Regions from separate parts of the Gossypium hirsutum genome. Here all the other regions are linked to region 2. The links are chromatin contacts, called in public Hi-C maps. All regions are on one chromosome and are shown on one strand. The core of a region is the stretch at or near the end of the contact, and the rest is flanking DNA. Distances in the headings are between cores, read along the strand shown.

Region 1 (4,114 bases), core at 671-3,170, 140 kb before region 2:
CCTGGCGCATGAAGGCACGAATGGGCTCGTCCGTTTGCCTAATCCGCCTGACAGCCTTCTCCCTTCACTGCATGCTGACGCCCTTAGGCATGGGAAGCTTAGATTTTAGTGTTGCTGTATTTCTGCTTCTTTTGTAAAGAAAAGAGAGAGAGAGAGTAAACTACCTGGTGGTCACCCAACTTTTGGGTAGGTTTTAATTTGATCACTTAACTTTAAAAACTTTCAATTTCATCACCAATATTTTTTAAATTTAAAATTTTAGTCATGGAAAGTTTAGTGAAATTTTTTATTGGCCTAATAACAAATTAAAATTTTCAATATTTGTATATTTTATCAATTAAACTTTAAATTTAAAAATTTAACAAATTTAACCCTCAACGCTTACAAAATTTATCATTTAGTTCTAATTCTAAAAAAATTATTACATTTACAAAAAAATTCGATTTAATTCTAAAAGACTCTTACAAGAAATCAGTGATGATTTGTTCCAATTTGGCTTCTTCAGTGTGAGATGATGGCACATACTTATAAACAAGCCAAAAGTGGAACAATCAAGCCCTTCAAGGGAAATTGAAACACTTGTGCAGATAATTTCACAGGCATAAGGAAATCGGAGAAAAAAAACCCAATAAGAAATAAGTCAAAAAGAACTAAATTAACCAACGAAACTATCAATTGAAGTAGCGAAAAACAATATCTAAAAGAAGCAACTATCTAAATTACAGGGGAAACCCATTAAAACACACACACACACACACAGAGTTCAGACTCTTGCTTCTCCAAAATTAACTAGGCCTGGTTAAGGAACACGTTTGGGCGCATAGGTCTTTTCCATCTTTTTTTTTTCTTATTTTTACCTTTGGGGTTTTCTTCTCTTCATTCTTGTGCAAAAATTGAATAACTTTCAAAGCAAAGCACAAAATTGCAGAGATAGAAAAGAAAAATAAAACAATTAAAAAGAAAGGAGAGAAGCTGAGAGGGAAGCAATTCACCGATTTGCTAGTAGAGAGAATACAGGATCATTGTTGTGAAAATTACTGAAGTTTGTGAAATTTTGTAAATATTGAGGGCTAAATGGCTAGATTTAGGATCAAATTGATAAAATGTATAAATATTGGAGAGTTAAATTTATTATTAGACCAATAAAAAACCACCCATGTCAGCTTTCTATTAAGTATTTAACAGGGTGACTAAAATTTTAAAATTTAAAAAATTGATGATAAAATTGAAAGTTTTTTAAATTGGGTGATCAAAATGGAACATACCTAAAAGTTGGATAATCACCTAGCTAATTTATCCAAAGAGAAATTACACAAAAGAATTGAGGTTTCATTGATTTTCTTTTTTAAAAATGTATGGTTTTCTTAATAAGATTTGCTGTTTCGGTTAACATAAATTCAACCTTTTTATGCAACCTTTCATTTTTATATTTAGATTTTGACACATAGATAATAACATGAATAATAAATAAATTTAAATATTAAAAATTGTAAATATAAAATTAAGGTTGGTTGAAATTGGATCAAATTTATCGAAATTAGTGAAATTTGAAATTTTTAATAATTTGTTTGATTAAAATCGTAATGGACACGTGCTTTCTTACACATAAAAATTATATTCCAACTTTTCTCTAAAGAATATCTAACAATAGTTTCCATGGAATGAATAATCAATACAGATGCTAAAAACAACAATGCTTTCGAATAAGCATAAGTAATCAAATGAAATAAAGCCGCTTGTTAAGACCCCATGCCTAGAGTTAACATCATATAATCCAGTTGGGACATTGTAGAATAGGCTAAACCCGAGTGGATAAAGTTAGATTTAGAGAATTTATGGGTAACTGCCCAATCCCAGACCAAATTAGGCCCAACAGGGGAAGCTTTTGAATATAGCCCATCAGTACCTCAACATCAATGCTGCCTTTAAAATAACCTAAAACCCTCTTCACGTACTACAATCTAGCTGTTCCCAAAACCCTAGCAACCTTTCTACCCCATGGCTTTCACTTCCATTCTCCGGAAAACAGCTAACTCCTTAGCACCACTCGCTATTCGACTCACCCGAGTCCAGAGAAATTACCACTCTTGCATCTTCACGGCCTTGAACCATGGATTCCAGCCTCAGCAACCTACTGTGAACCGTTTTTACCCAAACACCCTACATTTCTCAACGGCTGTTGATTCTCAAAAATCCGCTTCTGATGAGTCTCTTCTCCGAGTTATTGAGTCTGAGATTCAGTGTGCCGAGGAGAGTGATGAATATGATCAGGTGAGTAATTAATTAGTTTTTCTTTTCCCCATTTTCTTTGTCATTTAGGGTTTGTACGAAAAGTAAGTGGAAAAATAGAAGTTGGATTTTGGGTGTTTTACAATCAAAATCGTGTCAACTGAAGACTTGTAGGGATTGAATTCAAGAGCTGTCTTGGAACATGGTAACACTCATTGTAGCACTTATATCCGACCCGAGAAACATAATTAGAAGCTGCTTTTAGTCGTTTACAATATGGTTATTGAGAGAATTTGTGGGGAAAAAAAACAGAACAATCGCTTAATAGCTAGTATTGATGTTAAGTTTTCAAGCTGAAAACAATGCTTTATTTTGAATTGTCTTTTAATCATTTAAAAAAAATTTGTTTCTTCACAGGCTGAAGGAACTCCAAGTGAATTCCCTTTCAAAATCGAAGACACTCCTGGGCTTCAAACCATAACATTAACACGAGAGTATGATGGTGAACTCGTCAAAGTTAATGTTCACATGCCTGATCTTGTCACTGGTGAAGGCGAAGCGGATGATGACAATGATGATGACACTGAAAAGCCTAGTAAATCAAATGTCCCATTGGTTGTTAATGTCTCAAAAAAAGATGGTCCGAGTTTAGAGTTCAACTGTACCGCTTACCCTGATGAGATTACCATAGATAGTTTGTCCGTTCGAAATCCCAACTCGGAGGATGAACTCGCCTATGAAGGCCCAGATTTCTAGTAAGCCTGTTCGATACATTGTGAAATTGGAATATTGATTTGCATGGAATGCGATTACTAATGTTCTTGTTTTGCAGTGATTTGGATGAGAACCTGCAGAAGGCTTTTCACAAGTATTTGGAGATCCGAGGAATCAAACCGAGCACCACAAATTACTTGCACGAGTACATGATTAATAAGGATGGCCGGGAGTATATTCTGTGGTTGAAGAACCTCAAGAAGTTCATTGAAGAATGAATAGTTTATGAAAAATGGTAAGGTCAAACTAGCACCGTTCCAAGTTGTTGTATGAACTAAGATACGAGTAGTTTTACCTATTTTTAAAGAGATTAGGTCGTCTTTTTGGGTTAGAATTCGGTCCATTTCCGGTACACATTCTTCATTATCATTCACATGGTGAAGAATCCATCCATTAAATTATATTTGTGAGTGAATAGTGAAAATATGTATTGGAGGGTTGGGAGGGGAGATCTAAAAAAATAAACTATAGACTTGTTTTTATTTGATTTTTAGCCATCTCAAAGTCATTGGTATCATTTATGTGATTTAAACATACTCACCCCATCAGGAAAAAGATTTTATCAACAAAAGTAGAGTTCAGAGAACTATGTTTTCTTTTGTTCAAAGTAGAGATTATATCAAAACCTCTCTTTTTTTCCTGTTCTTTTTCTTTTCAGTTTCACAACTTTCTTAGTAACCAAAAACTCCTCCATTAAAATCATCATAAAACCCATTAAAAATCTAATTTTTAAAAAAATAAGCTTTGAAACCAAATTAACCCATTTCAATCTTACTCATCAAAATTGAACCAATGCTTGAAGAGGGAAGGAACAGAAAAAACTGAACCTTGACGACGAGACGCTTGAGGTCTGGTCCTTTCCAAAAGCTTTACGATATTACACATCCGCCATTTCCCTCTAACTTAGAGCTGGTAGCTCAAACAAAAAGTTGTAACATTTTTGTTAGAAATTTGAGTATTAATTTAAAGTTTAAAAATGTTGGATAAATTTTTAAAATTTTGATGTGTTTTCGAAGCTGAAGGTAAAGTTCCGTGTCGCAGTAGCTGTTCAACGACTCGTTTCTTCACTTTCTGTATTACCAGCATTAAGATATTTGGTAGGACATAAAGC
Region 2 (4,250 bases), core at 330-2,829:
CAAGCTGGATTATGAAAAACATAATTAATTAATAAGCAACAATAACATTAACTATTCACACTCGAATTACGATTAATAAAACATGTATAGCAGTGCAACATAAAACGAAAAAAATGCATATCTCCATTTATGATAAATATACAGGATGAAGAAAGTTAAAATCACATAAAAATATTAGGGGTTAAAGTGGTATTAAATTTTGGGATCTAATTTAAATTTTCAAAAACTTTGTACGTTTAATGAAATTTATCAAAATTTTGGGGCCAAAGCTCCTTTCACTCCAGTTACATTCAGCCACTCATGATACGAACACAATCGAGAACAGTATAAATGTAGAAATTAAATAGAATAGAAAAGAAAAGAAAAAGTTACCTGGTGACCATTTTTATGAGTTGTTTGAGGAGGATCGCTTAATACATATTCATGCACGATCCAATTGGTTTTCTGTGCTTTTGAAGGTTTCCCTCTGCAATAAACTAGGGTTTTCTTCAAACCAATTAACTTTCCATTGGACTTGACATGTTTATCAGAGTTGACAGCCTTCCAGAACCCGTCGCCGGCGGCTCGATTTGGTCTTTTGCCCTGAGGATGCTTCCGGTCTCTCGACGTGAAGAAATACCATTCATTTATCGTTCCATTTGACGACATGTTCCCGCTTATGGCTGCGTTTAATATCAATCATTAAAACAAAACAAAACAAACCCACAAATCCTTCATTCATTCATAATATAAAGATTGAAATGAAAAACCATACATTTTACCGATTCAAAAGAAAAAGAACCCCCCACCGCCCCCAAGAAAATATGCAGATTATGAAATAAATACCTGTAAGAGTATCGGGATCATATTTGTAAAGTGGAACCTCCTTGATTCTGGTGGGTGGTAATGGTTTATTACGAGCTTTGCACATCAAGTAAAATATAAGTTCATCATCTCTAGGCTTGAAACGAAAACCAGACGGCATTGACTTCAGATACGCTTCGTCTTCCGCCTCCTTCATGCGTACCATCAATTCTTGATTACCATCTTCTTCCATGGCTGCCGACTTATTTATAGACATAAGATTTACAAATTAGGGGGTTTACAATAATTGTTCAAAGTGTTTATTTATAGACATGAGAGAAGTATAAATTACATAGAATTCTGACATTACAATAAACTTATCTTATAAATTATCAAAACAATTTTTTTTAAACAATTTAAATTAAATAAAATTAAATATACAAGATAAGTATTCATAATTTTAAATATTTAAAAATTTCGTAAATAAATTCAAAAAGCTAAATATATGGATAATTTTTAAAAATTTACTTTGAATTCCTTATGTTGATAAGTGATCAAAATAAATTATTATTTTTGAATAATTTAAAATATTTGAAATATACAAATTATTTTGATAAAATACTTTTTTAGAATAAAATATTTTTTTTGAAATTGAGAATTGATTTTGATTTGGGTACAAAGATAATTATCAACAATAATGAGAAAATATTTTCAAAGAAAAGGGAAAGAGAATAAGGATTAATTTGAAATTTGAATAAAGGATAAGAAGTTTAAAAAGGTGATGAAATTTTTATCCTAATTTGAATTTTGAGGAAAGATAAGATATGAAATCTAGATAGGATTGGATTGGGGTGAATTTCTAAGATTTACAAACGTTCGGGGAATTGCTGCAATTTTTCCAAAGTTCGGGGGCGTGACTGAATTTTTTCGAAGTTCGCCGAATTAAGAGTGGGCTTGTTTCGAACTTGGGTCCCATGAGAGACTGGCGCCTCAGCCACTGGGCTATCGTTTTAAATTATCTTTAAGGTGTTATAAAAATAACAGAAGAAAAAAAGGGATAGGGGGGAAGAATGCAGGGAAATAGGAAAGAGGGTTAACAATTTGGCAACTGCAAAATTCTCGTCTCTTTTGCAACGCTTACAGCTATTGATATCTTTCTGGGACGGTGTGGGTAAAATTATGAATAAAAAGGAAAGAAGGGTTTAAATCTGGGAACTATCAAAATAGTCCCAACATGCTAACCATTAAGCCTAAGTCTATTCCTTTTTCAATTTTTCCTCCAATAGAGTCTCTCAATGAAACATGCAAACTACTTAACCATCCAGCCTAAATCTTATTTCTTACTTAATTTAAATCTATATATTTATTAGATCTTATCTTACATATTCCTTAATATCTTACACATTTACCTTTTTTTCCCCTTCTTTAGCTTATTCAATACATAATTCCTAACACATTCTACTTTAATATTCAATAATTAATATTCATAGTTAGGTCTCTTTATTTTAATTCATTTTTACCTTTTTTCAATTAGGTCCTAATTTAAGTAAAACATGTTTTTTAAGTTAGACCTCTTAATCAAGTTTTGTTTTGGATTGATACAATAAACCCCCAAATCTCAGGGTGTTACGATGAGTTTCGATCAATGTGGAAAAGGGGAAATTTAACCGCCTTTTGTATTTGGCCTCACTGCAATTATTGTAATTAAAAAGAGTAAAATGATTCCGAGCCCCATTTTTACGGTTAAGCCACGTGATAGCCAAAGCGACCACTAGAGGCCGTGCCAGGGGTCAGGTGCCTCCAAAATGGTAAAATTTTAGTTTTAGTCCTTCTAAAACTCCAGGCGTTCTAGTGCCTTTAAAAGCATTCTAGTTGAGAAGAATAAAATGAATTATAGATATCTCTGAAAGGTAGGTCTTCAACAAGGTAAACAGGACAAATTTGAATTTAAAACCTGACTTTCAACTTAAGCAAAGATCTAACTTCACATTGCAGAATCTTAACAAAAATTGATTTAGACATTTGTTGATCAAACAGTTTTAATAATAAGAAGAAAAGATTTGTGGATCAAAAGGAAAACACGAGGAGAATCTAAATAGGACTAATTGTTGGTATTGTATCAAACTCAAGGCTCTTTGCTTATTCAGTTCCCTCAAATCATATCATGCATCTACCATTGTAACAAAAAGGGTTTTCCAGAACAAATTCAGTACCCAAAAAAGAAAAAGAGAAATCAATGCTGAAACTGGGAATTCTAAGCACAGATTGTGATTCAAGCAATGAAAAAAAAAGGAACTCACATTGATGCATATAATCGTTGTCTATTGTCGACAGAACCAGGCGAGTTTCCTCTTATTTTTCTAAGCTGTTAGCAGCAAACTCATGCATGCAACATCTGATAATCCATAAAGAAAATAATTTGTTTTTATATACAATTTTTAAAACTTTTTAAAAATTTAAAAACTTATTTTAATTTTTTTGAACTATTTTATATTTAGCACTAATAAATAAATAAAAGCATTTTTAAATACAATATAAAATAATTTATCCAAAGTTTTATGCATATTTTAGAGTAAAAGATTTATACATTTTAAAAGTTTCAAAAATTTGAAATACTATTTTTAAAACAGTTTTTAAAGTTGAAAAATATTGTTTATAAATTGTTTATAATTTAAAAAAACTAAATAAAAATACATTTATCAAAATTTAAATAGATTACATAAATTAAAGTAATTTTTTATGACTATCAAATCTTTTTTTATAAAACAAACGAGTGCACGCTATAAAAACAAGTTACGTTATATTATCAAAATATATAAATCCTAATTTGATAATTTAAATATATATTAATAATTTTATATATTTTATATATTTTCAACTTTATCTTGTATTATATTTTATTTTTAAATAAAAATATATAATGATAAAAAGATTTATTATTTTCTATGATTTTTTTTAAAAAATGGTTATATATAAAGAATAATAACAAAGGGGATTAATATAATTTACCATTATAATTTTAAAATTATCTTTAATTTAAAAATATATTATAATTTTAAATTATTATATTTTATTAATTTGAAATAAAAAATTAATTATATATAAAAAGTTGTCACATATTAAAAAAATGAATATGACATGTGTTAAAATATTAATCCTCAATATCAATTGGGAGCGTAAAATCTTATAATATATATGATATCATAAGAGAAAGCTTAACCCGACCCATTTGCTGGACCCACTTTCTAAAAAGACACAGTCTTAGTTTTTTAAATAGTAGGTTTGCAATACCAACCTCGTTGGAAAACGAAGGTAAAATTTTAGTGGGTGAAAGTACCCCATCGATTGTTGGATTATCAATAAGTGAGTAAATAAATGGCATGGCATGGCATATGACTATTTGGGTAATGATGAAATCTCATTGAGGATGATGACATGCATTTATAAAATGTTAATAATTAATACAA
Region 3 (3,937 bases), core at 1,172-3,671, 180 kb after region 2:
CATATGTACTATTCCTTCAGATTTGCCATACGTACTATTTGTTCAAAGTTTTTCATACTTACCATTTTTTAGAGTTAGCCTTACATATCATTCTTTCAGGGTTTGTCATACTTGTCATTTCTCTCTTTCAAGGTCTGTGACAAAAGCGTTTCCTTTAGATGATTTCCATAAGGGCCTTCCTTTAAAAGGCGCCATGAAGGCGTTCCTTTCCATAGATCGTTACAAAGGTTTCCATTTCATAGATTGCTACAAACGCTTCCATTTTATGTTGTGTTCACGATAGGGATTCGCTTAGACTCACATTATGTGAGGTTTGCCCCTAATTGTCTTGGATCACGTAGAGAACTCCATTAGGTGATAACCTTCATTTAGTTCTTTCCATATGATGCCATAACCTACCAGTTATGGTCTTATACAATATGGTCTTTCCATATGACGCCATAGCCCACCAGCTATGGTCTTACACAGTATTGTTCCATGGACTTTTCCTTTCAAAGAATCGTGTTTAAAGTCTCAACAGACTCTTTTAGATGACTCCGTTGAGACAGACAAAAACTCACTTAACAATTATTTCATGCTTTGATTCCATACATAAGTTAACATACATTTCATTTCATATCATCTCATGCATTCCAAAAGTACTCATATAGTTTCATTTCATCATTAGAACAACTGTCTCATGCTTAACCTATCAGTTTCTTCATGAACTATACATGCACGACTCATTTAGCGTTCACAATCTGGCCATTTTCTATAGAAACATCACAATTAATACCTTACATGTGAAAGTTAACTTAGGGATTCACCTGTCAAGAATGTATAGTAGGTTGAGCTCTAGATCCAAGATCCTTTTAGGAGTTACAGTAACCACTGCCTCTTAAAACAAAAGAACACCATAAAAATTCATTCGGATAACTTTTCCATCATCTTAAATACAAATAACCTATAAACAAAGCCTTACTTTTTTAGGCATTCATGTAGATCTACTTTTCAGAGTCATAAAACTCACCTCGACATGGACAAATTTATAGAAGAATCTAGAGGTTAGGATCTAGCTTAAAGAAAAATGCTTCTCCTTTCCTCCAGCCATAGGTTTTAATATTTCTAAAAGAGAAGAGAACTCCCTTTATTTCAACTTGAAGACCTATTAAAATAGTCCAAAGTCTTTATTGGAACTTGATAAATGTCACATCACCACTGACTTATCTTATCAAGGGTCTACAAATTCTGAGGAAACTAATTCTGTACTTTCCCTTTCTCTTTTAAATATCATGGTTCTCGTTCGGTTAGTTCCTAACCAACTTACGTTATAACTTAAATTGTACAGTATCATGGGGAAAATGGTATACTACTTCTAACGTGGGCTTATACCTTCAGTATCTATTTACCTGACCACATTATTCTTCTATCAATTCACAATTATCTAGCGTGGAACTCTTAACATCTTGAACATACAATTGTGTCTGCCCCCATAATGCTTCAAAAAGAGCACTTGGGCAGTTACAAATTCGCCAATTGTACTTTTCAAAGGCTACGCAGGACTTTGTGCCAGCAAGAACTGAGGCGTTATAGGCTTGCTCAAAGAATTCTTATACTTATTCAACTTCTTATACTTTACACACACTCAAAACTTACTATTTATGCCTTCCTTCCATAAACATCGTTTGAACACTAGGGTTTCATCGGGTAGGATGCTGCATAATAAGCTAGCGGACATATATAATTAGGGCTCAAATAATTTATAATTAAATTTTAATTTTTCACCTATTAATTATAAACTTACTTAGTAATAAATTCATTCCATTATAATATCGTGATTGAGCTCTCCCCAGTTACATACCATTACAAAAGCTACTCAATAAGTGCTCATCCAATGACCTTGTCATAAGTGTGTTACCCTCATAAGATATCATTAATCTCTTTGGGATAAATTCATTCTCCCAATATGATCCTATTTTATCTCATAGTAGCCATTTATAGTTTACCCAAAAGTAGTTGTAATCATTTAAATTTGTCACAAGTACTTACAATTGTAATTTTATAAATATTATCACAAAAAATAAATAATTGTACCAACTTAACAATAATTACAAATGCAATAGTCTTAATTAGTATAGAGTGATAATTAAAAATTTTGTTAAACACTCATTTGACACGAATTCAAACCATGTTATCCTTATCTCCATCCGTATAATATATAAAAGAAAACATGTTAGGCCTTTAAATTTAAATCTTGTAAATTATAAAGACTAAATTTATAACTTTACTGACTATTTCCTTTTCAACCACAACTGCGTTTTTCTTGTAGTTAAAACCCAGGTGATAGCATGGGCTAGCTAATAGCAACCAACCATTCTTGTGGGTAGTTAGGCCTGGACCAATCCATGGTTTAGAATGGCTTCAACCACTGCTAAATGGTTTCTGGAAACATTGAGTGGTAGCCTAGGAGGGTACATATGGTTTAATGGGCTCCTCAAGACAAGCCTTAGCTCATCCAGCTTGGTAGCTTTTTGGACTCACAAATCACAAGTCCCGCCTTTAACTTGGAATGCTACACCAACACAATAAATACAAATAAATTTAGAAAAAAAAAGAAAGATAATACAAATATGAAAGAAATTATATGAAAACCATAAATTTTATATAAAGAAAATATCTTTTTTGAAAATTTATATAAATATAACATTTTAAACATGATTATAATATACAAATTAATATGCACCATGTTCTATATTATTATAATTTGAGAGTACAAGTGAAAGGGGTCATAATTAAGGACGGAACCAAGATAAAATATCAAGGAGTGGCCAAGCATAGTAGTTTGTACTATTTTAATACTAAATAATTTAAGTTTTATTCTGATAAAAAATTTTGATTTGATTAATACAACTTGTATTGATGCGTATCAATTCGTACTATTTGATATAGGATTTTAATATTTTATTTTTAAATATTTTTAAATATTTTATAAGTTTGGATAAAAAAGAATTATAAATAACCCTAAAATATATGTAAAAATTAAATAATATCCCTATGAATTAATTGAACAGCACACAATCTTATGAGAATCACCAACCACACTACTGATTTTCACAATCACAAACAAAAGAAAGAAGAGTAATTTTAAAATATACAAAAAATTGTTGAGGTATACCTTTTTGTGAAGAAAAGTTCCAAATCTCTTGAACCAATCTTTAGAAATTGCTAAATATATTGCTTTAATATCATGAAAAATTAATTTCTTTTTAGAAACATATTTGAAATAATTTAAAAATAAGAAAAAAAAAACTCTAAACTTACAAACCCAAAAGAAAAAAAAACTCACAAACTTACGGTATGAAAATTTAACAACAAAATGGTGTGATGTGAATAGTGAATTAGTGGTTTGTTAAAAGATAGCTAAAAAATTATTGAACACAATTCAATCATCAGATTTCATGTTTCATTCATGTAGATCACATATGTTAAGTTTGGAGTAAATTAAATATTTAATTATTTGTTTTATGTAAAAATTTTGAAACTTTGAATATATATTAATATAAACATTATTTTAGATCGATATGATAAAGATATCAGATTGATTCAAATATTTACAAGTATGACAAATACAATTATATTGATAAATTCAATAATTGGATTGTTAAAATATTAGTTATAATAAAAGTTACAAAGTGCATCCCTCCCTTTTATATATATATATCCGTGAATAAGCACTTGCTCTTAACAATTAAGTAAAAGACACTTACCCCTATCAAGTTTAATGTAAAATTATCCCTATAGTTTCAAGAATATCTACTTATCTCTCTCAAGTTTGAAAAAAAATCCCACAAACCCCTTTAAAATCTATTTACTAAGCAAACCTTAAATAAAAAAAGACAATTATCTCTTTTTATTATTCATCAATTCATTTTCTATTTGATTTATTCATTTCTCTTTT

Evidence for each region. A called contact is a pair of places that touch in the nucleus more often than the background predicts.
Region 1: a Hi-C map of leaf shows a contact between it and region 2, with 2.6 times the contacts expected there. The contact joins the promoter of LOC107955141 here to the promoter of LOC107956826 in region 2. A contact is called at or near these places in 13 of 34 Hi-C or Micro-C datasets (anther, callus, hypocotyl and 3 more).
Region 3: a Hi-C map of leaf shows a contact between it and region 2, with 2.8 times the contacts expected there. The contact joins the enhancer-like site here to the promoter of LOC107956826 in region 2. A contact is called at or near these places in 3 of 34 Hi-C or Micro-C datasets (callus and leaf).

Annotation. Positions count from the first base shown.
Region 1 is chrD04:12,087,485-12,091,598 of Gossypium_hirsutum_v2.1, forward strand. LOC107955141 reads left to right here and starts at 1,921. Exons shown (of 3, transcript XM_016890868.2): 1 at 1,921-2,271; 2 at 2,647-2,984; 3 at 3,062-3,485. The coding sequence starts at 1,999. The coding sequence ends at 3,221. It also overlaps the pseudogene LOC107955139.
Region 2 is chrD04:12,229,468-12,233,717 of Gossypium_hirsutum_v2.1, forward strand. LOC107956826 (NAC domain-containing protein 1) reads right to left here and starts at 1,580. Exons shown (of 3, transcript XM_016892332.2): 1 at 826-1,580; 2 at 373-662; 3 at 1-4. The coding sequence starts at 1,060.
Region 3 is chrD04:12,412,035-12,415,971 of Gossypium_hirsutum_v2.1, forward strand. No RefSeq gene overlaps it. Among protein-coding and RNA genes, the nearest start is that of LOC107955147, 26 kb to the left of the region's middle. Within about 2 kb of position 2,422, at least 2 of the 9 cell types and tissues checked have an H3K27ac peak or open chromatin away from gene starts, as enhancers often do. A contact at or near this core is called in leaf, where this site is marked.